5 separate regions of the Mus musculus genome follow, and all the other regions are linked to region 3. The links are chromatin contacts, called in public HiChIP or PLAC-seq and promoter capture Hi-C maps. All regions are on one chromosome and are shown on one strand. Each heading gives the region's core, a stretch centred on a gene start, on an enhancer-like site or on the middle of the called end of the contact. The rest is flanking DNA. Distances are from core to core; before and after follow the strand shown.

Region 1 (4,150 bases), core at 476-2,975, 1.7 Mb after region 3:
ATTCCTTTGAATTTGAGAGAACCCAGTAGTTCAGGGGTACAGGTCTTATCCTTGCCTATTACAATTTTTATGTAAGGTGAAATTCTAGCAAATCTTAGTTTTAATTTTTAAATCTACAAAATTTGGGCTAGGAACCTTGATTAGGTGCCCACATTTAACCTTTTTGATCTTACCTACACTAAGACCAGCACATCATTTTCTTAAGTTCAAATCTTCACTATCAAAATCATTTCTCTAGAACAGTAGGCAGATGTCAAACTTGAATTCTGCCTTTTGAACCATGAAAAAGTACGCCATCTACTGGTACCTTCAAGTAAGTTCAGATCTCCTGAGACTAACCTGACAAATGTTTTAAAGAGGCTCTCCTTATGTACCAGAAAGCCTAACACATGAAATGGCAAGCAGTTAAGAGGCCATACAAATTACTGACCACTTGTGGAACCATGACCTTACAGCAGCCCTTTTTAAATAGGAATGAAGGCCCAGAGACATCTGGTGGGAATTTGGATCCCAATAATCTCTGTGCAGAGGAATCACCCCCTGGTTCCTAAGCTTCCCTAAATAAGGCCTATCATACTCTTGAGTGTGAGTCTCAGTACCTCAAATCCCAGACACAAAAGCCTCTAAGGTCACAAGTATCCCCTCAGCACCTGTCACAACACACCCCCTAGCTGGTGTTACATACTTGGCTTCTGGAGATTTGAAGTTGAATGGCACACACTAGAAGGCTTGGAGAGCAGCAAGCAAAAGATACTTTTCATTAAGGGCAACCGTCTGTGGCTTATTAATCACTCATGTTCCAAGCCAACATTTATCTTGCACCTTTGTAACAATCAAACCTATCTTCTTTGGAAGCCTAGTTAACCCAGTTATTTCCTGCGCAAATGTCTCCTGTATCGTTAACTCTTAATTCACACAACCTCCAGAAACAGGACACAGTCTTATTACACACCAAACATCTTTTATTTAATATAAAATATTCAATTTTCAAAAATTAAAAGCGAAGATTCCCTGTAAGTTGACCAGAGACGATCTCAACCACTACAGTACCTGCAAGAAAAAAAAAAAGGCCCATTACAGAATATCCGTGACTATACTACGGGCTGTTTACTTATGTTAATGTCAGCACAAGAGCAAACTTCACCCTAACAGTAAAGGCCCACTCACTACCCAGAACCGCGAAAACACCACAAAAATGAATCTTACCTTAACACTTCCTCCACTGTTCAACAGCAACGGGTCCCGGCGTTTCCTAGAAATATTTCAATACTAGTTTAGAAAACTGAAGTCCATTTTTCTAGCGTCGTGTAGACTCTTACAATCTTAGAATGTCACTTGCTCAAGTCAGAATCTGGTACCAATGAAATGGTGACAGCTTTGCCAATAACAAGAACATGCTCTTCCATGGCTAGGAAGGGAGACTGCCACAGGCGGCAGGTCCCAAAGATACATGGAGTTTCACAGCCCAAAAATCTAGTGTAACCCCAGAGGTGTCACTCACCATCCGACCCAGCGGTGGCGAACTTGCGTCACGCCGCCCAACACCGTATCGGCTTTACATGGTGGTCGTCGCGCTAACCTTCACGGCGCTCTTGCAGAGTTGATGGCTTTCGGCCAGCACCATAGCCACCTTGTGTCTCCCGCATCTCGGCCACTCACAAATAAGGCCCAAGATATCATCCCCACCATACAACTACATACTCGTAGGCGGATCGCAGCCAAAGAGACTTCTGAACGGTGCGCGCACGCTTTTATAGCCCGGGTGACGCTCTCCCAAGAGCCTGCGCGCGAGGGGCGGGGCTTTCCCGCCCATTCCGAGCTCTCCCGCGCCTCGTCACTTTGATTGGTGTACAGGCGGCCCGGATTCGATGCGTGCGTCACAGGAATGGGCGGGCTGTGGAGGTGGGCGGGGAAAAGCCGAGCTGAAACCACAGTTCTCGCGGTGTCAGAAGTCTCGTGGCTGAAGCTCTGGCGGTGCGCGCGTTTTCTCTTCTTGGCTGCGTTCTTCTCTGGGACCCAAAGTCTAAGGTCCCTTCGTTGCCGCCTCCCCCGGCATCACTTCCTATGGCGCCGGCCCTTTGTCCCCGAGAGCTGTTGGCGGCTCCTCTGCCCCCATCGGGGTTGATGGTTCCGCTTGCGCCCTTCCGCTTGCCCTTTTGATCTGATCTCACTTTTGCCCGACACAGCGCGCCGGAAGGTTTCTCGAACCGGGAGAACGGGAAGCCTGGGCAGTGCGAGCAGACCCGCCCGGCCCTCGGCTTTTCCGGGAGGAAGGCATATCTCACTCCCGCGTGCAGCCCGCTATGAGACAGAATAGAGGGCCTTTAGTGATGGAGTATGGAGATGACAGTTGTCGTCATGGAGAATGTTAGTTAGAAAGCTGTGATCATTACAGGCTGGGAAGGGTGCGGTTAGGGCAACACCGTGCAGGAGTCAGTAGGAACGAATTCATTGGAGACAATACTCGCATTTGAAGGACCTAGAGGGGTTCGTGAACCTCAGCTCGCTCACCCACTATCTCATTTTACTTAAAATAATCACTACTGAATTGAAAGAACTAGTTCATCATAAGGCTCAAGTAACCGCGGCGCGTTGCCCAAACATTTCATTTACATTCTGGATGGTCTTCTGAGGGTGTCCTTAAGAATGGTCTGTATTAGTCCTGAGCTGAGAAGTCCGAGATTAAGGGCCTTCCTTCTCTGGCCAGTAGATGGTAGCCTGCATCTTTCCGTGGGTTTTTCTTTTGTGCCTGTCTGCACCTGTCAGGTTTTTTATTTTACAAAATGTAGTTTTGTTTTTATGTTACTCTGCTGTTACACAGGGCATAACATTTTCATAAGGCTTTTTTGGGGACTACAGTCAATGATTAGCAAACAACTCTCTAAAGAACAATCACTGAACCAAATGGATACCCTCTCACATGTACACAAATTTGCATGGAAAAGTACTAACATTACTTTAAATTGCAATGCACTACATTTTCCATATCTTCGCAGTAATACAAAACACAGTCGCTTGTAGAACCGGTTCAGATTACTTAAATACCAAGTGTGCTGTCAGTCCTCTACTCACGTGTCTGGAAGTTACTCGTGTTTACATGAAATGAAGCTATTGATACTTTTCTACAGCAGTAACTGCACACCAGGAAGGAGGAGACAACACAAACCAAGGGATGGAGTTTCCCCAAAGCTGCAGTGTGAAAAGACTATATAAACAGTTGATCCCATACACACGAATGGGCTTTCTTGCTAGAGGAAATCCAAGTGGAATAAGGAATGGAGATGTAAAAAGGTCTTCTTGAGGGGAAGGGGGTTGGTGCCCTGGATGCCTTTAGTTTTCGGCCCCCTCTGCTGCATCACATTCTTCTGCACTGTCTGATGTCCATAATGTTAAGTTGTCTCTAAGCAACTGCATGATAAGGGTGCTGTCTTTGTAGGAGTCTTTGTTCAGTGTACCAAGCTCTGTGATAGCCTCATCAAAAGCCGTTTTAGCCAGTGTGTAGGCAAGCTCTGGATTATTAAGGATCACAGAGTAAAATACAGGAAGGTTAAGAGCCAGCCCCAGGCGGATTGGATGTGTAGGTTGCATCTCTTTCTTGCTTATATCAAATGCCTCTTGGTAGGCTCTTTGGGAATTTTCTATCATTTGTTTTCCATCATCGCCACAAGCTACTTCAGCAAGATCCTGGAAATAATCTCCATTCATTTTCAGATAGAAGACCTTACTCTCTGGATTAATTGCATTGGCTATTAAATACTTACCCAACAATTCCAGAACCGTGATGCAGATGGACCTCAGTTCCAACTCCACTTTCTCCTGACAGTCCTTGGTCAGCTGCAACTTCTTGTTGGAGGTGTCGGTCTTCTTCTCAATGCTCGAGATGACCATCCAGGCAGACCTGCGGCCCTCAACCACGTTCTTGTAGGCCACCAACAGCACGGTCTAGTAACCTCATTCCAAATACTACCATGTTCAGAGAGTAGGGGCTACGATTTCAACATAAGTTTTGGCAGCACATCATGTCTTACTGAACATTTTTAATGAACCAGACGTTAACCATTGGGCTAGGTAGCTGGAATGGAATAGTGATAGTTTATGTCCTTGTATATTCCTGTCTTTTGGCCAAACTTGTTTTGTCTGAAATGGAACT
Region 2 (3,754 bases), core at 132-2,631, 1.2 Mb after region 3:
AGAATAAGTAGAAAATGTGTCCTACCACTAAAATGGCACTTTTATTTAAAAAAAAAAAGTGACGCCTTTAAAGTAATAAACTGTTAGTGCCACGTATCATGAGTTCGATAGACAACTTTATAAATAAAAAAAAAAATCCTAAGGAAAAGGCTTGTTTGGAGGGTCTCTTGTTTTTTATCCTTTGGGAAAAATACTTAATACATTGATTCGATTTACAAACTAAACAAATCACTTCTGTAAGTTTATAGCAAGTTGTCCAAAGGAGCTCACTTTAAAAGTCTCTAAAAGATAAGTCAAAAACCTTATTTTCCATACAACTCTTGCCCGCAGAAAATCTATTAGGAATTCTTCTGACAATAGCAGATAAATCACACATTACTTTTGAAGACCCTTTCTTCACTATTTTTTTTTTCCTTTTTTCTTTAACAGAATAGGATGAGGGATCTCTGCCTCGACCATCATCGACACAGAATTGAAAACAACAGAAAATAAAACTGACAAGTTATCAATGTCACCAATCCATTCTATCATAACTTCGTGTCAGCACTGGCTCCACCTTTTAAAGGTGAAAATCAGCGTGCCTGGTCTTAAACAAGCTCCAGGGCTCACCACAGAGAACTTAGGTTTACTGCCCATGTACCTCAAAAGTAGCCTTGAAAATATATTTGGAGGAAAGAATATGTTTCCAGCTATGGAAGACCGCAAGCAGATAAGGACGTGCAGTACGTTTTTGCAAGCATTTATCGGGATCTGCACGGAGAAAACAAACCCCAGGAGAATAACAAAACCTCAAAACAGGCTCAGATTGCAGGGCTTCACATCCTCCCGGTTACACCTGCGCAGGCACTTCCTGTTCCCCCGCGCCGCCGGCGAGTAGTTTGGTAATTGTACCGTAAACCGCCGTTTAGAAGCTAAACATTAACTCCGTCCGTCTGTCCAGCTACTGAGAAACCAACCAAGCCAAGATTCTATCACATCCAATCCAGTCTGCTCCGCCAAGGAGGAACGCCAATCACGCTGGAGCCCTGGTGAAGGCTCAGTGCTCCGGCAGCTGTGGGGCTGCACCGGGAACCGCAGGAGCCTGGCCAGCGCATCCCGACCCGGCCCAATCCCGCCCTCAGCCTGCGGCCACCCGGGTTAGCGCGCCCGAGCGGGGCCAGGCCGTGGGGACCGAGAGTCCTCCGCCCTCTGCCCAGCGGGGGCTCCCGCGACTCACCCCAAGCTCTACCTCCCGGCGCCGTAGCCCTTCCAGTCCCACTGGCCCGGCTCCGCCTCGCGCCGACACCCACAACGTCGTGACAGGCAAAGCGACACGCACAGGGACAGACGGCCACACCGCCGCTTTCAGCCGCCAGACCCGCGCAGAGCATGCGCGCACGCCCAAGACCCAGGGGCCGGTCTGGGCAGTGACACCTGCGATCAACAGGTCTCTGGACCCCGCCTTCCCCCGCGTCAGGACGCCCCGCCCCCTTGCGCCGGGCCCGCCTCCTCGTCTCGCCCCGCCCCGCCCCGCCCCCGCACGTGAGTTCCCGGCTTTCCCGCGGGTGATGCTCCCTTTCCGAGGGCTTGTGTGAGGCGCGAGATCCCGCGAGAGCAGGGCTCGGGCTTCTGCCCCGACGCGGGGGTGGCGCGCGGGGCGGGCTGTGAGACGGGACGTGGCGGATCGGCGAGCGGCTGCGTGGTGGGCTGGGGACTGCGGCGGATTTCCACGGCAGACGCGGGCGTCCCGCCGTCGTCCGCCTTGGTTGGCGGCTTTGCAGCCTGAGTGCGGATGCGCGGGGATCTGAGCCGGGGTTCTGTGGGTTTCAGCCATTGCTGGGTCGGCACCCCGGCGGTCCCCTTAGGGAGTCGGTACGGTCTGTTTGCAGTTGAATGGTGTCCTTTGGCGCGAATGTATTTTCCCTAAGTGGGGCTTTCGTGACCACTAATAAAACGAACGTCTTCATAACCGCGCTGACCCAGTTAGTATTTGTCAGAAATTTTGGCAGCATCCTCTCCGCGATGTGGAGCAGGTTTTGAGTTGCAAGCTGCTGCTGCTGCGAACCAGACTAGCCTTTGTCTGGGAAACTTTTATTTGGGATGATAATTAAAAGGAAAAACAAAACAAAGGGGGGAAAAAAAAACCTGGCTGATGATTAAGATGACTCAAAAAGGTAGATGTAGGTTTGGAAGACATTTCCAAAGCTGGCGTGAGTCATAAAAGTTGACTTAGATAAACTCAAAGGGGACTCCAGTTTACCTGAAGAAATCGCATGAGGGAGACCCTGCAGGTTGGTGGGTGACATGCAGTGAGGTTATTGTGTTTGACCCGGGATCAGTGAGAATTTATTATGTACCACATAAAAGAAGTAACATGAAGCCATAGACGCCGTCCTCAACATTAACATTAAAACCTCGACGGGAAGGAGCCGGAGAAACCAGCTCTTAGAAATGTAAAGAATTGGCACCATACTGTTTCCTCTCGGGTGCACTCTGTTTTGAGGTGTTGTTTAATATATCTTCTGTCACCTCTTTCCCCTTCAGCTATATTGTGTATTCTCGGATGTATTTTACATGAGTGCCTTAAATATGTCTTAAAAATAGACCAAGGAACAAGCAGTCCAGGTTTAGTTATGTTAATGTCCTACTCTTGACGTAACAAGATCTGAACGCCTTGTTCCCCCAGGAAAAAAAAAAAATGGTAGTTAGGAAGGTCACAGTGTGGTTGTATTAACTCAGAATTACTGTTCCTCGATGTGAGGTGAATGTTGGGGGTTAGATTCAAACAGTCCCTGGGTGAGCAGACCTAAATTATGAAGGAACCATCTTCACCACATTGGTTAAGGGTTCCTACAAGGGAGTAGCTTTGGTGTGTCAGAGAATACACTAGATCATCTAGGTGAAGCCCAGCACTTCCTAGTACCAGCATACCTCTTTCTGATAACTCAGACTGAGGAATGTACTACCCTGTGGCTAAATTCCTGCCTCTGAGGACTGGTAGGAGTAGCAACTTTCTGTCCAGAGGAGCGGGGATCCAGTAGTTCCTGGAAGTCATTATAGCTAGGTGTGGTAAGTCATGGCTGATGGGGTGGGGTACTGTGAAATGCAACAAGGAGAAAAAGCAGCTAAGAGATTGAGGCAAAATTAGATGTTAGGCGAAGTCTTTTACCTATAAAAACATTCATGAGGAGGTCTGACAAGCAATTGCATATTAACTAAGCCCTAGAGAGCAAGAACTATCTTTTTTTTTTTCACTGAAGTTCTAGGGCATAGTTGAGTCTGGCTGCTATGAAATCAAAACAGTCCTTTGGGGAGTGAGGCGGATTATAGGAAAGATCGGGAAAAGATGCAAGAGACAGATATGGGAGGGCTGCTGGTTATTATCACACCAGCAGGGAGTGTATGTCTCATAGCCTTTTTATACCAGTACCTTGGGAAGCAAAGCCACAAGCTAACAAACAATTTGCTGTTCCCATCCAAAACCCTCCCTATTCCTCCCACCTAGGTCAATAGAATCTTCAGCCTCTCGCCTTGAACTTCAAGTGTATCTCCTCTTATCTTTCCATGCCTCAGCAGGCCAGGAAATCTGCCAACAGACCTGACCTGCCTTGACCCTGCCTAAAAGGCAGATTTTTCTCTGCTTCAGAGAAGCAGCAAAAGGCTCCCAACCATTAAGTATCTGGCACCAGTGTTTAACAAATACATGTTTAGTGAATGGGATGAAAAGTTGTAGTTGATTTTGTTTGTTAGAATTGATAAAACTGTTTAGGCAAAA
Region 3 (3,997 bases), core at 459-2,958:
GACAGGGTTTCTCTGTGTAGCCCTGGCTGTCCTGGAACTCACTCTGTAGACCAGGCTGGCCTCGAACTCAGAAATCCGCCTGCCTCTGCCTCCCGAGTGCTGGGATTAAAGGCGTGCGCCACCATGCCCGGCTTGAGAACTGCTTTTAAATCAGTCAGAGTTGTTAGCAGTCAAGTTCCCTCACTACTAAAATACCTACTCTAGGCGCTGAAACGCTTCCCTACAAAGACTAATTCAAGTAATTAAATGTAAAGCATTTACTATGTTCTATCGGCACATTCCAAGTAACTGATAACTTCTAATCCCAAATGAGAGTTCAGAAAGGGCACGATCTAATAGAAAAATATTTCAAATTAATCGTCCCCCTCCAAGAACCCTTAAAAAGGACGAATAGTATGTGAAGGAGAGGCATATCATTATTTTGTAAAGCTGATTTAGGAAGAGAAGGGCCAATGCTGCAGCCAATGAGCAAGTCAAAGTAGATAAGACAGAAAATACTTCATGAAAGGATACATGGAGCTCTCTGCTAGTATTTTAGGCCAAATTCTAATAATAAGATAGTCCGAGCAAACCAAAAGCAGGAGACAATAAATAGTACCTACCCAGAGGGTTGATGAAATAAAATGCATGAAAGCATTATTCTAAGATTGGACACTAAATATCCAAACACTAGTAAGAATGCTTAGTTAGGAAGTAACCTTTTCTTTGTCGCTCGCTGAAATCAAATGGGCGACAAGAAGTTAAAATTGTGCCTGTAATCCCACCCCCAGAACTCAATTCTCCCTTCTTTCCTAATCTCCCAAAAGTTCAAAGTAAACTTTAACATTCTCTCCAGGCAGGTAGCTGTATGGTGTAATTAACAAGTGATCTTCACCTAAAACACACTTTCACCTTTCACCTATAAAGTCGACGGAGGAAACTTTGTCCTCCACACACCGCTGAGCCAATTCAACCTTTCCAAATGAGGGCATTCACTGACCAATTCCGGAAAAAGAGGGCACCGCTTTAGAAGAAAATCGTGCCCACTGGACCCAGAAAACCCCAGGAACGCCCCTGGCTACTATCCACCGCCACTACTCCGGAGTCGAGCTGGCGAGTAAAATGCCCATCCCGAACGAACGCAAACCTTAGCGTTCAGTGGCGATGAGATGGCAAAACCAGAATGCACCCATAAAGTTGACATGCACGGGGAGATGGTGAGGGGGCGCGGGGGCGCAGGGACGCGGCGTGTCCTCCTCCCTCCCGTGGTGTTGAGATTGCGCGGCGGCCGCCAGGCTGAGGGCCGCAGGGCTCCGGGACCGCTGGCCCGGTTCCGCGGGCACCCGCGCAGCTCGGGACCTGGGAGAGAAGGGCAAGGCGCGCGCCCGGAGCTCCCCGCTCGGGCCCGGGGAAGGCGGCGCGGCCGCGAGCCTCACCCGTGCAGGCCGAGGGCGCGACGCCGCTTATGGAGTAGGCAGAGCAGCAGGAACGCGGCCCCCGCCAGCGAGGTGTTCCGTGCCGTCAAGTACTTGCTGAAGGCCGCCATGGCACCGGCAGGGCGAGCGAGCCGCGGGATAGGGGACGCGCCGGCGACAACCTCAGTGCAGGAACCGCGGGGGAAACTGGGAGGATAGCTCGGCGCCGAGAGAGGGCGGGGCCGGCCGCGCGGGAACGCCCCCTGGCGCGCGCCGCCGCGCCGAGCCCACCGTGGACTTTGGCTTCCCGGGCGCGCGCGCGGGCGCGGGGCGATCGAAAGGGTCGTTCCCCGGGGGGACGCTCTGCGCACGCGCGGACCCCCGCGGACTCGGCCGGAAACGCGGCGGGCAGACAACGCTAGTCCTCCGCGCCGGTCTCCAGCAGCCCACGCTTCGGCCTTGCGATCTCTGCTTGCACACACCCTAGCTTTCTTTCACAAGAACTGGAAGAGCGGGCCGGGCCTGCGCCACGGACTCCGTGGGCCCTGCCCCTCCGCCACCCCCTGGATGGGTCGGTACCACCCTCTTAAAGAAGCCGGGGGAGGAGGGGAACGGCCCCATCACTAAAAAGGTCAATATTTGCAACTTAAGGAGTGAAGGGAGACCTGGAAAAGAAAGACTACAATCAGATAATCTTATTTCAAGTCGCCGTGGATTAGGTCTCTAGTTCTGTAAAATCGGTTTGGGAGGACGGGTCCACCACTCTGTTAATTTTTTTATAAAAATAATGTAGTGGGAAAAAGCTCAGAGTGCGTGACAAAAAGGAGTTTTAAGAAACAATTACTCTTTTTTGGTAGATATGTACAAGGATGGCGATAAAAAAATGTATTTCTTTATGTTAGGTCTGGTCAAAGAAAGTTTGAGAAACTCTGTTCTTTGCAAAGGGACATTCAGAAATAACAATCGTGCGTTGTATTAATGCTGGCCTTACTCCCAGAAGCAGACGAACTTTACAGATTACAGCATTCTTCTCCTGTCCCACCCCTATCATGCAGAAAGTGTTATCCCTAGCGTTTAGTCTAGCGCATGCACAATAACTTAATGAATGGCTGTTTTCAGTTTAAGAAACTGTCGAGAAGCAAGTGTCAGAAAGGAAGCTTCTAAAACCTCACAAAATATATAAATGTTGCCTACGCATAAAAGGAACCAATGAAACAGTGATGCCTAGGTGTTTTCTCTGTGTGAATGGTTAAATGGTTATGAGAATGGCAAAGACCACACACCGTGGTGTGTGCTGTGTGCAGGTGCTCAACAATCGTCAAAAGTCTAAGTTACGCAGAAGTAGAGCCTGTACCAAATCCTCCATATGCCGTTTGTGTGTTTTCCCATTACCCTGGGAATCACTTAGGTAATTAGGTATGCCTGGCACAGAGAATACAAGTATGAACAATCAATCCCTTATTCTCCAGAGGCTGGTGCAGAAGAAAAACATGAAGAAAAATATGGATGAGTTTAAGTGTCAGCTTAGAGAAGTGAACTAAGTGCTATGAGAATACCAATAAGAGAATTTAGAATTTTCCTAGAACTTTTCCTTAACACTTGACAAATAGGATGACGTCAAAGCTACACCCTAAGGCCAAAGGAGTCTGCTAGCAGGTGGGAGGACTTGGGTAGGCATTGTTTCACTAGTGAGTTGCAGCGCAGTATAAAAGCATTGGAAACTTGGGGGAGAAGAGTTTGTAATAATGAAAGGAGAGTTCCTAAAACTGATTGAAAACATCATCTGTAGGATAATAGATTTCGGGCTGGAGAGATGGCTCAGCAGTTAAAAGCACTGACTGCTCTTCCAGAGGTCCTGAGTTCAATTCCCAGCAACTCCGTGGTGGCTCACAACCATCTGTAATGGGATCTGATGCCCTCTTCAGGTTTCTGAAGACAGCTACAGTGCACTCATATACATAAAATAAATAAATCTTAAAAAGGAAAAGAAAAGAAAGAGAAAGGAAGGAAGGAAGAAAAGAGAGAAAGAAAGAGAGAGAGAGAAAAGGAAAGAAAGAAAGAAAATAGATTTCAAAGCATTCAGGAAAAAAAAGGCAAGAATAATTCACTGACAAAATATTCTACAAAATACCCTTACTCAAGAAGCATAGAAGAGTCTAAGGGGCAGGAAGAGGAAGGAAGGAAGGAAGGAAGGAAGGAAGGAAGGAAGGAAGGGAGGAAGGAAGGAAGGAAGGGAGATTATACAAGCTACAATGTTTTCTAGTTGTTGATATGCCCATCTGATAAAAAACACTGAGGGTCAGTCTAACAAAGTTAGCTTTAGCACAGAGGGACAGCACAGAGGGACAGCATACAGAAGGACTGCAGCCCCCATCACCAAGAAAGGATGAGGAAATGTGTGCACATAGAGAAGAAGTATAAAGTCTAAATGCAGTAGTGCTTGAGAGGTTCAGAGCAAACTAGATCCACTGCCGATATTAAACCTGAGTTGAAAAGTAGACGCCAGGTTCCATTTCTCTGGAAACATAAATTGAAATCAGTGCAGAGAATTGTGTCTATAAACCCCTGGTCTCTAAATTGAAGCCTGTCTTAGTTTGGCTTTC
Region 4 (4,203 bases), core at 452-2,951, 1.1 Mb after region 3:
ACTAGTGAACTGAAGCCCAGTTAGCTAGCTGACACAACAATAGCATTAAGATATTGAAATTAAAGTTCACTTTTTGGTTATTTTAGTAACCTTAGATAATTTGTTATTTTTGTTCCCTAATTTTCTAAATCCATAACCAACTTTCGTATTGTCCATGCAAAAACTACAGCTCTCATCTTAAAAGAAAGAGACAGTTTATTCAGGAGCCACCCTGAATGGCCATGGGGACACAGATCTATATCTGTTACCCAATTCCATATTCCCACATGGAAACAGTTTCGTGAAGTTTTTAAAATTGCTTCACAGAACCAAGAAAGTAATAAAACAAGGCAAGCCCAAAATACACTGGTGGGTACTTTAGAAAGGCTGATTTAGGAAAGGAGAAAGCTCTTCTGTAAGCCCACGATGCTATCAGGGCTACTTGGTTGGTATAAGTTAGTGGGCTGCTAAGTTAGTAGACTCCAACAGGTTTTTATCTAATGGTTACAGGATATTCTGACATAGAGTTGAGTGGCTTATTAAAATACTCCCATGAAATACCTATGTAAATTCCACGCTTTACCTTATCTGAGCCTTCTGAAAATTCGTGACTGTAATTGAGACAGGCTAATTCCATGACAGACTTCTAATTGGCAGTTCCTGGGATTAGGCCTAAAATCCTAGGCTTCAGGCAGCTAGTCAGAAAGTGCCCTACCATCAGAAACGACCCCCCCCCCCCCAAAAAAAAAAAACCCAACCTGGCCTGAAGCAAGGACAATGGGTTTTCAGCCCTCACACCCAGGCAATAGTTTCAGAATGTCCTTAAGAGAGAGTAGATAAGGCCACCTACCCCAGGATTCCTCAGGCAAGTTTCTAGCCACCACACCAAGGTTATGCTTCTGGAATGCCCGAGATAAGAGTAAGACAAAGCCCATCTATCCGAGAATTCCCCCAATGTGCAGCGAGCATACTTGGTAATGGGAGACTCCAGCATGCTGGACTTCGACAAAATAAAACACTCTGTGTGTTTACAAACTACTTGAGTCTGGAGTATCATTCTTCAGCGAATCATGGACCCTTACAACGTCCACCTCATCAAAACTGTTTCAAAAATTATGAGCAAATCGCTCAAGTCTGTACAAAATCATCCAAAGTTCTCAAACTGTACACACTTCCCAAACATGTAAGAAACCAAAAAGTTTACGTGTATTGGAGAGATGATTCTACGGGGTCTGCCAACCTTTTTACATTGTCACACAATGTTGTCGTCTCCAAAGTTATTATCAGAGAATCTCACGATCTAGTTTTTTAAAAGGAAGGAAGAAAGAAAGAAAGAGAGAGAGGGAGGGAGGGAGGGAGGGAGGGAGGGAGGAAGGAAGGAAGGAAGGGAAGGAAGGAAGGAAGGAAGGAAGGAAGGAAAGGAAGGAAGGAAGGAAGGAAGGAAGGAAGGAAGGAAGAAGGGAGGAAGAAAGAAAAACATCCCCCCACACGCTCATGTTTATAAAAAGACTACTTTTGTGGGTGGGCAAGGCTGGAATCCTTTGAGGCGGTTCCTGAAGTTCTGGCATCATCTCAGAGAAAAGGAGTTGAGACAGTTTTCATCCCAGAAACCGGGAGAACCAGTAATGCACCCTGCAAGGCAGCGTTTGAGCTACGTGAGAGAGCTCACCTGCACCTTAGAAACCACCTCTGAACACCGCAAGGGGACACCCCACCAGGAAGCAACGGGGCGGGGCACAGAGCGCATGCGTGCGGTCGGGGAGGCGGGGCAGACACCTTCGCCAAGTTCGGGGGGCGAGGAGGGGTGGTGGAACAGAGCGCCTGCGCCAAGAGCAGCCGGCCCAGCGGAGTCTGCGCGTTCCCGGGAATGCCGAAGAAGGCGAATTCCTAGAAAGGGAGGACGCCTGCGCAGTCCGGAAGGCGGGGACGCGGGGGCGGGGCGGGGCGCGGCGGCGGGGGCGGGGCGCCTAGTCGATTGGCGGGGTTACCCGGAATTGGTTGCTAGACTGGGCGCGAAGCGGTCTTCAGGTTTGGTCTCAGTTGCGCGGAAGTGAAACGACGCGGAGATGGAGGTGAGCCAGGCGGCGTCTGGTACCGACGGTGTCCGGGAACGGAGGGGCTCGTTCGAAGCTGGAAGGAGGAACCAAGATGAGGCACCTCAGTCCGGGATGAACGGGCTTCCGAAACACTCCTACTGGCTGGATCTCTGGCTCTTCATCCTTTTCGACCTGGCCTTGTTCGTCTTCGTGTACCTCTTGCCCTGGTGAGTATCCTGAGTTGCAGAGTTGAAGAGCTTAGGAAGCTGGCGGCTGCTTCAGTCTTCTCGGAGAGGGAGGGAGGGACGGCAGCTAGAGATGGCGGAGTTGGAAGAGCGAAAATGGATTTCCTTGACACCCCAGTGGCAAGAGGAGTGTGGAGAAAACTTGACTTCCCATATTTGTCTGTTTCATCACCACAAACGAACTGTTAAGTGTTAGAAACCTATACCCATAATTAGATCTATCGTAAATAATAAAAAATAATTACTAAAAACTAATAAAAATAAAAGTAAATAAATATCGTAAGTAATAAAAAATAGAGCATGACAGGTTAAATGTGATTATATCTAAAGTGATTTGAGTGTTGTGCGCCTGCTTAAAATGCTTAGCCCAAAGCAAGCCTTGTAAACTTAACTTGTCCATAACTTATGCAGATAAACGCGTATTATCTTCCAGAGTATCCCCAGTCCTACATCTGTCAAAGAATGGAGTATCTTGGGTTTCTTTGGCTCTCATTTTTTCGGTTTTGTGGCAAATTAGAAGGCAGAGAATGGGGGGGGGGTTTGAAAAGATAAACAGTTTTTTGATAAAAACTCGTTAAGTCATTTTGGTATAGACATTTCAAGAACAGTGATTTATTATTTAGTTATTTTTAATGATCTCATTTTCACCTCTGGGTAGAAAATTCATGACTTAATAATGTAGGCCTTTAGTTTTCCTTATCAATAGTGTAAATTATGTAGGGATAGGCTAGCAGTATCTATGTTCAGCGTCCCACTAAATGTCAAAATAAGCAGATGAAGGAAACAAGTATTTGGTTTTTACAGACCGGTTTGCTGAGTCAAGAATGGGGCTTCTGGAGTGAATCTTGAAAACGACTATAGACTCTTGAATGAAGAGGACTCCAGCAGCTGACTTCGGCACCTCTATCTAACCTTTTCTTCAGCCCTTGACCTCACTAAAGTACTATCATATGTTTAAAACCTGTTTTTCATGGTTGAAGTAATGATTGTAGCTAAATGATAGATAATATATATTTTTAATAATGTCTGTAACTTAAGTACTTATGGGAAATAAATGTATGTAAAAAAAAAAAGTTATCTTTGTGAAGCTTACTTTCTCAAATATTGTTTTAAAACTATGCTATTATAAAATAATTATCTAGAGTTGAATAGGTAGCACTTACTCAGAAAGGCCACAGTCCCAAAGCAGCTACTAGAAACATTTTGGAAGCTGTTCCTTGTCATCTTAAGACCTGGGTGATTAGAAATTCTTTACTGTTGGTTTTAGTGCTATTCAGTATATGAGAACTGTCTAAAATACTCAGAGGGGGTGTTCTTCTCCCTTATAATTCACACTATTTGGTGAACTGTTTACAGTTGTCTTAAGATACTGTTGCATTTGCTTGGGTAATTTTTGTGCAAGGTGTAACTGAAGTATGCGTATTAGCACACAGGGCCGAGGTGACTCTTGAGTTCACCACACTCTGGGACCTGCTTACTAATTTTCTCTAATAAATGTTTAATCACTGAATTTAGTTTCACACTGTGTCAGATTCTCTGGTGGTAGAGTGGGGAGGTTAATAGCTTGCCATTAGGTCACACAAGTACTTTATTCTCTTGAGCCCCAGGCCAGCCCACCACAGCTGTCAGCTAACTGGACATTTCTAGGATGGAGACCTTAGTATGATGGTGAATTTTTGGGTCACTTTGGGCTAAGGGATCCATGACAGATGGCAAAACATTATTCCTGGGTCTGTCTGTGTTTCAGGAATAGGAGCTGATATGCTGGGAAAATAGTAAAGGAAGCCTCCCTGATGTGAGACCAGTCACCCCACCCCACCCCTTTTAGAACATGGATGAGAAGGCAGATGTCTCTGCTGGAACATCTATTTGTGTGGATACCATCCTGAGACGAGTGAAGGCTGTGCTGAGGGAGTCTGGCCTCAGAACACAACAGCAGAGTA
Region 5 (4,215 bases), core at 1,273-3,772, 1.6 Mb after region 3:
GAGGCCAACATGGGCTACATAGCATGACTGTCTCATTCCCCCGAAGCTCCCCCATAAGTCACAACAGAAACTGAAACAAATGATCCTTTCCCACCATGAACACACACTAGCAAGGTTACTCCGCATACCTGCAGGTTTCTCTGGTTTCAGCAATCTCCCTCTGTTCATCTTTGCTATTTAACACAGCACCAATGCTATCCGCACTCTCAGCTCCCAACTAGGAAGCAAGAACCCAAAGTTAGGTCACAACGCATTGTTCACACGCCCAAAATGTGTTGCTAATTTCAACAAATCAAGTATTTTATAAAAGCAACACCACCCTTAGCACACTATCAATAGGCTTGCAAGATCAACTCTAAGTGAATGGTAAGAAAATCATTTTAATTAAGAATGACTTTGTCAGACGGAAAGTATTTTACGCATTTGGTTAAATTTGAAATTAGGATGATTCCCTGTCGCCAATGGTGAATGAAATACAAGTTGGCATCAGAAGCAGTAACACAGAAAGCAAAGCCCTTCATGTGAACCACTTTATGTACTACATGTATCTCCTGCTCTCACAGAGATGCACTCAGCTTCATTAAAGCTAAGCTTTTAATAAAATCTACTAACAGCTTAAACCCAGTAATGTCAACTGTAAGTGGCCGCTGGAGGAATTCTGTCGAATGCAATAAATGTAGACAAAGGCTGAGCTGAATAGAGCCGATTCACAGAAAACCTTCCAAGTCAGACTGAGGACACAGGAGGAACGCTGCAGTATTAGGTACAAACACGGCATAAGAAAATCTGCAGTTAGTGGTCGCTTTAGCCCCAGAGCAAGCAGGTATTCAAAATATCAGTGCTGCCAGTTAGCGGCATAAACAACAAAATACTCTGCACCACTTCACATGGCCGCCCTCATTTCTTCAGTGAAAACTCTCTTCCAATAATGAAATGCTCATCAGGTTCACCTCCTCCAGAAAAATCTTCTCGACTTCTTGGTCAGAGGACAGAACACTCACTTCCGATAGTTAGAGCATTGTCTGATTCTCTATTTGTAATTCTCATCTCAGAATACGAGTCATTCCTTCAGAAAGTTCTTTGAGGAACCCAAGATTTAGCAATGAGAAATGACAGCGCTCTACCTTAACCACTGAGCCACCTCTCTCTCTAGCCCACCTTCACATTCTCGAGACTGGTGTCGAAGGAAGTTTGTATTATTTTCTTGAGATCCTGGCGAGAAAGACTCATTGGAAATCTAAAATTTACTCACTCAAGCTTTGAGCATTTCCCTCCATTACTTATATTGATTTGTATGGTGTAATGAAAACAGCCTGAGATTTTTAAGTAAAACAACTTGTAGTATGTATTCCCTGCATGAATGGTCTACTAAACGGCAAGCACTCACATCTTCATTCACTAGCTTCAATGAAAGCGAAAGGTTTGAAAAGTAATCTCTAGAGAGAGGAATCTTAGAGAATTCTCTGGTGAGGGCTGGCTAGGGAAAAACGTTAAAATTTGGAAACCTAGTCCTAATGTACTAGTGAACGTAACACCTCCTGTCTCTAATAAATTACCAAGTAAGGATTCAAACGTTTGGTTGAAGGTAGACTGTGTTCTAAGTGCAGAATCTAAAATTTGCTCTAACTTAGGTGGCTTCCAATGAGTCTTTCGACAGGATCTCAAGAAAATAATCAAACTTCCTTCAAAACCAATATCAAGAAAAGATTAAGAACATGCACTGCTCTTCCAAAGGACCTGAGTTCAAGTCCCAAGCACCCACACCAGGAGGCTCACAACTACCTGTAGTTCCAGCTCCAGAAAGATCCAACACCTCTGGCGCTGTGCTCACGTGCACATATATATATACACACAGAGAGACAAACCCCACATAATTTAAAATAAAAACTAATCTTAAAAAAAATAAAGAATCTGAAGCTGACGCGGGAGAAAGGCAAGACATGAAACACTGCTTCAACAGTGACGGTGAAATGTAAGGGCTAAAACTGCCACTTGCTCTTGTAGCAACTACTAGCACTGCACTCATCGACAATTCCCAAGTCTACCCCCACCACTCAAGTCCGTGCCCGCCACGGTGGGGACAGAAAGCCCAAGCCTGGCAGCGGTTGGTTTTCTACGTAATGACTCTGACAGGCACTCGAGTAGACTAGGGAATAAAAGTCCCGGGACAAAGACCTTGACAGATGCTGATGTGAGAGTTCACCAAAAAAAAAAAAAAAAAAAAAAAAAAAAAATTTTTTTTAAAAGAGGCGGCCGCGCACGCGCACTAATGCTCCCTCCCACCCGCCGCACACCTGCTGAGCTAGGAGCTGCCGCCGTAACTTCTGCCGCTCCCGGATCTCCTGCAGGCGGCTATCCATGCCCCAGCTTCGGCTGCTCACCACCCCGACAGACTCCGCGCCCGCCAAAATGCAAATCCACCTGCCAAACCAGGAAACACCGGGTCCCGCCCCGCAGAGATTCTGACCCGGAGACTTTCACGTCCCTCAGGAGGAAGTTTCCGGCGCGCCTGAAACAGGCTATGCCTGAACAGGAAGTCCCGCCTCCAGGACGCCGAAGATATGATGTCACACGACGAGACCCAATGGGGATGTAGTGGTGGTTGAGGGCGAGGAGCCGCTTTTGGCTATCTTCTTAGTGCTTAAAGTCTTTCCTGAAGGGTTAGGCTCGGTTTTTTTGTTTTTTGTTTTTCCTGCTCATAAAAGAAGTTTTTCTTTTTCCCGTTAACCAATTGTCCGCCTGCCAGTCCTGGCTTTTTAATATTTGAGGGATGCTTGTGGGTTTCTTTCACTGCAATACTGACCGGCTTGTGAAGGACTGGATCGCCGCTCAGTAACCTTGGCAAGTTAGCGAGCTTTTGTAAAAGAACAGAGAAAGAGGGTCTTGGGGGGCTGAGGCAGGAGGACCCAGGAGTTTGGAGCCTAGGCTATGTAATGAAACCCTGTCATTCACTCATTTATTTATATAAATAAATAAATAAATAAATAAGAACAGAGAAAGAGGGTCTTGGGGGGCTGAGGCAGGAGGACCCAGGAGTTTGGAGCCTAGGCTATGTAATGAAACCCTGTCATTCACTCATTTATATAAATAAATAAACAAACAAATAAATAAATAAATGCAAGCAAACATAGCGGTAGTTACGTAGTGAAACCCTGTCATTCATAAACACACAAACAGAGCGGGCAGCGCTGAAACCCTGTCATTCATTCATTTATATAAATAAATAAATAAATAAATAAATAAATAAATAAATAAATGCAAGCAAACATAGCGGTAGTTACGTAGTAAATAAATAAATAAATAAATAAATGCAAGCAAACATAGCGGTAGTTACGTAGTAAATAAATAAATAAATAAATAAATAAATAAATAAATAAATGCAAGCAAACATAGCGGTAGTTACGTAGTGAAACCCTGTCATTCATAAACACACAAACAGAGCGGGCAGCGCTAGGCTATGTAATGAAACCCTGTCATTCATTCATTCATTCATATAAATAAATAAATAAATAAATAAATAAATAAATAAATGCAAGCAAACAGCGGTAGTTACGTAGTGAAACCCTGTCATTCATAACAACACACAAACAGAGCGGGCAGCGGTAGCGAATGCCTTTAATTCCAGCACCCGAGAGACAGAGGCCGGCAGTTCTCTGAGTTCGAGGCCAGCCTGGTCTACAGAGCAAATTTCAGGGCAGCCAGACCTACACAGAGAAACCCCATCTCAAAAACAACAATCAAGCAAAAATTCCTTGCATAATAGTAGAATTATATGACAAAAACGTTAATTTTCAAAAAGTCTTCTGTAAATTATTTTGACTATATAGTGTTAAGGTATATCTCTTTCAGACTTAGCTATATTATTTGATAATTATGACTGCCGGGACTAGATGTTTATTCACTGAGCATTTCTTATAGCAAGTACTGTGCTGAGCTCTGGAGTCTATGAAGGCTCAAAGATCAAAAAATATATGAACATGCCGGCTCCTTCCTTCTGTCCCATCAGCTCTAGGCTGTTATTCCAATACATGTTCTCCATTTAAAATAACTATGTGAACTGGGATCTCCTGCATGAAGTGGGGCTGAAAACCAGTGGATCCACACTATCTCACAGTATTTATGAAGTCAATGAGATCCATCAGAGAATTGTTGGATTTTTTACAAAGGGATATGACTTTTAAAATCTCCCCACCACTGAAGTTTTAAAAAATTAGA

Evidence for each region. HiChIP or PLAC-seq counts read pairs in DNA pulled down with a chosen protein or histone mark. Capture Hi-C pulls out chosen DNA fragments and counts their contacts.
Region 1: a contact with region 3 is called in an H3K27ac HiChIP or PLAC-seq map of double positive thymocytes, with 7 times the contacts expected there. The contact joins the promoter of Snhg8 here to the promoter of Abcd3 in region 3. A contact is called at or near these places in 2 of 484 Hi-C or Micro-C datasets (B cells and double positive thymocytes) and 2 of 115 datasets of contacts at active chromatin or transcription factors (double positive thymocytes and regulatory T cell precursor).
Region 2: an H3K27ac HiChIP or PLAC-seq map of thymic regulatory T cells shows a contact between it and region 3, with 6 times the contacts expected there. The contact joins the promoter of Usp53 here to the promoter of Abcd3 in region 3. A contact is called at or near these places in 1 of 39 promoter capture datasets (pre-B cells) and 1 of 115 datasets of contacts at active chromatin or transcription factors (thymic regulatory T cells).
Region 4: a promoter capture Hi-C map of liver shows a contact between it and region 3, with 2.9 times the contacts expected there. The contact joins the promoter of 4933405D12Rik here to the promoter of Abcd3 in region 3. A contact is called at or near these places in 2 of 39 promoter capture datasets (cranial neural crest and frontonasal cranial neural crest) and 1 of 9 other capture datasets (liver).
Region 5: a promoter capture Hi-C map of adipose tissue shows a contact between it and region 3, with 2.7 times the contacts expected there. The contact joins the promoter of Mettl14 here to the promoter of Abcd3 in region 3. A contact is called at or near these places in 2 of 9 other capture datasets (adipose tissue and liver).

What each region holds. Positions count from the first base shown.
Region 1 is chr3:123,506,611-123,510,760 of GRCm38.p6, forward strand. Snhg8 (small nucleolar RNA host gene 8) reads right to left here and starts at 1,726. Exons shown (of 1, transcript NR_028574.1): 1 at 942-1,726. Snora24 (small nucleolar RNA, H/ACA box 24) reads right to left here and starts at 1,456; the gene lies at 1,327-1,456. It also overlaps the pseudogene Gm9369.
Region 2 is chr3:122,983,066-122,986,819 of GRCm38.p6, forward strand. Usp53 (ubiquitin specific peptidase 53) reads right to left here and starts at 1,382. Exons shown (of 16, transcript NM_133857.3): 1 at 1,217-1,382.
Region 3 is chr3:121,813,594-121,817,590 of GRCm38.p6, forward strand. Abcd3 (ATP-binding cassette, sub-family D (ALD), member 3) reads right to left here and starts at 1,709. Exons shown (of 23, transcript NM_008991.3): 1 at 1,416-1,709. The coding sequence starts at 1,525.
Region 4 is chr3:122,922,415-122,926,617 of GRCm38.p6, forward strand. It overlaps 4933405D12Rik (RIKEN cDNA 4933405D12 gene), which reads right to left and starts at 1,702. Exons shown (of 6, transcript NR_046036.1): 1 at 1,649-1,702. It overlaps 1810037I17Rik (RIKEN cDNA 1810037I17 gene), which reads left to right and starts at 1,983. Exons shown (of 2, transcript NM_024461.2): 1 at 1,983-2,242; 2 at 3,065-3,780. The coding sequence starts at 2,046. The coding sequence ends at 3,065.
Region 5 is chr3:123,383,468-123,387,682 of GRCm38.p6, forward strand. Mettl14 (methyltransferase like 14) reads right to left here and starts at 2,523. Exons shown (of 11, transcript NM_201638.2): 1 at 2,295-2,523; 2 at 129-217. The coding sequence starts at 2,360.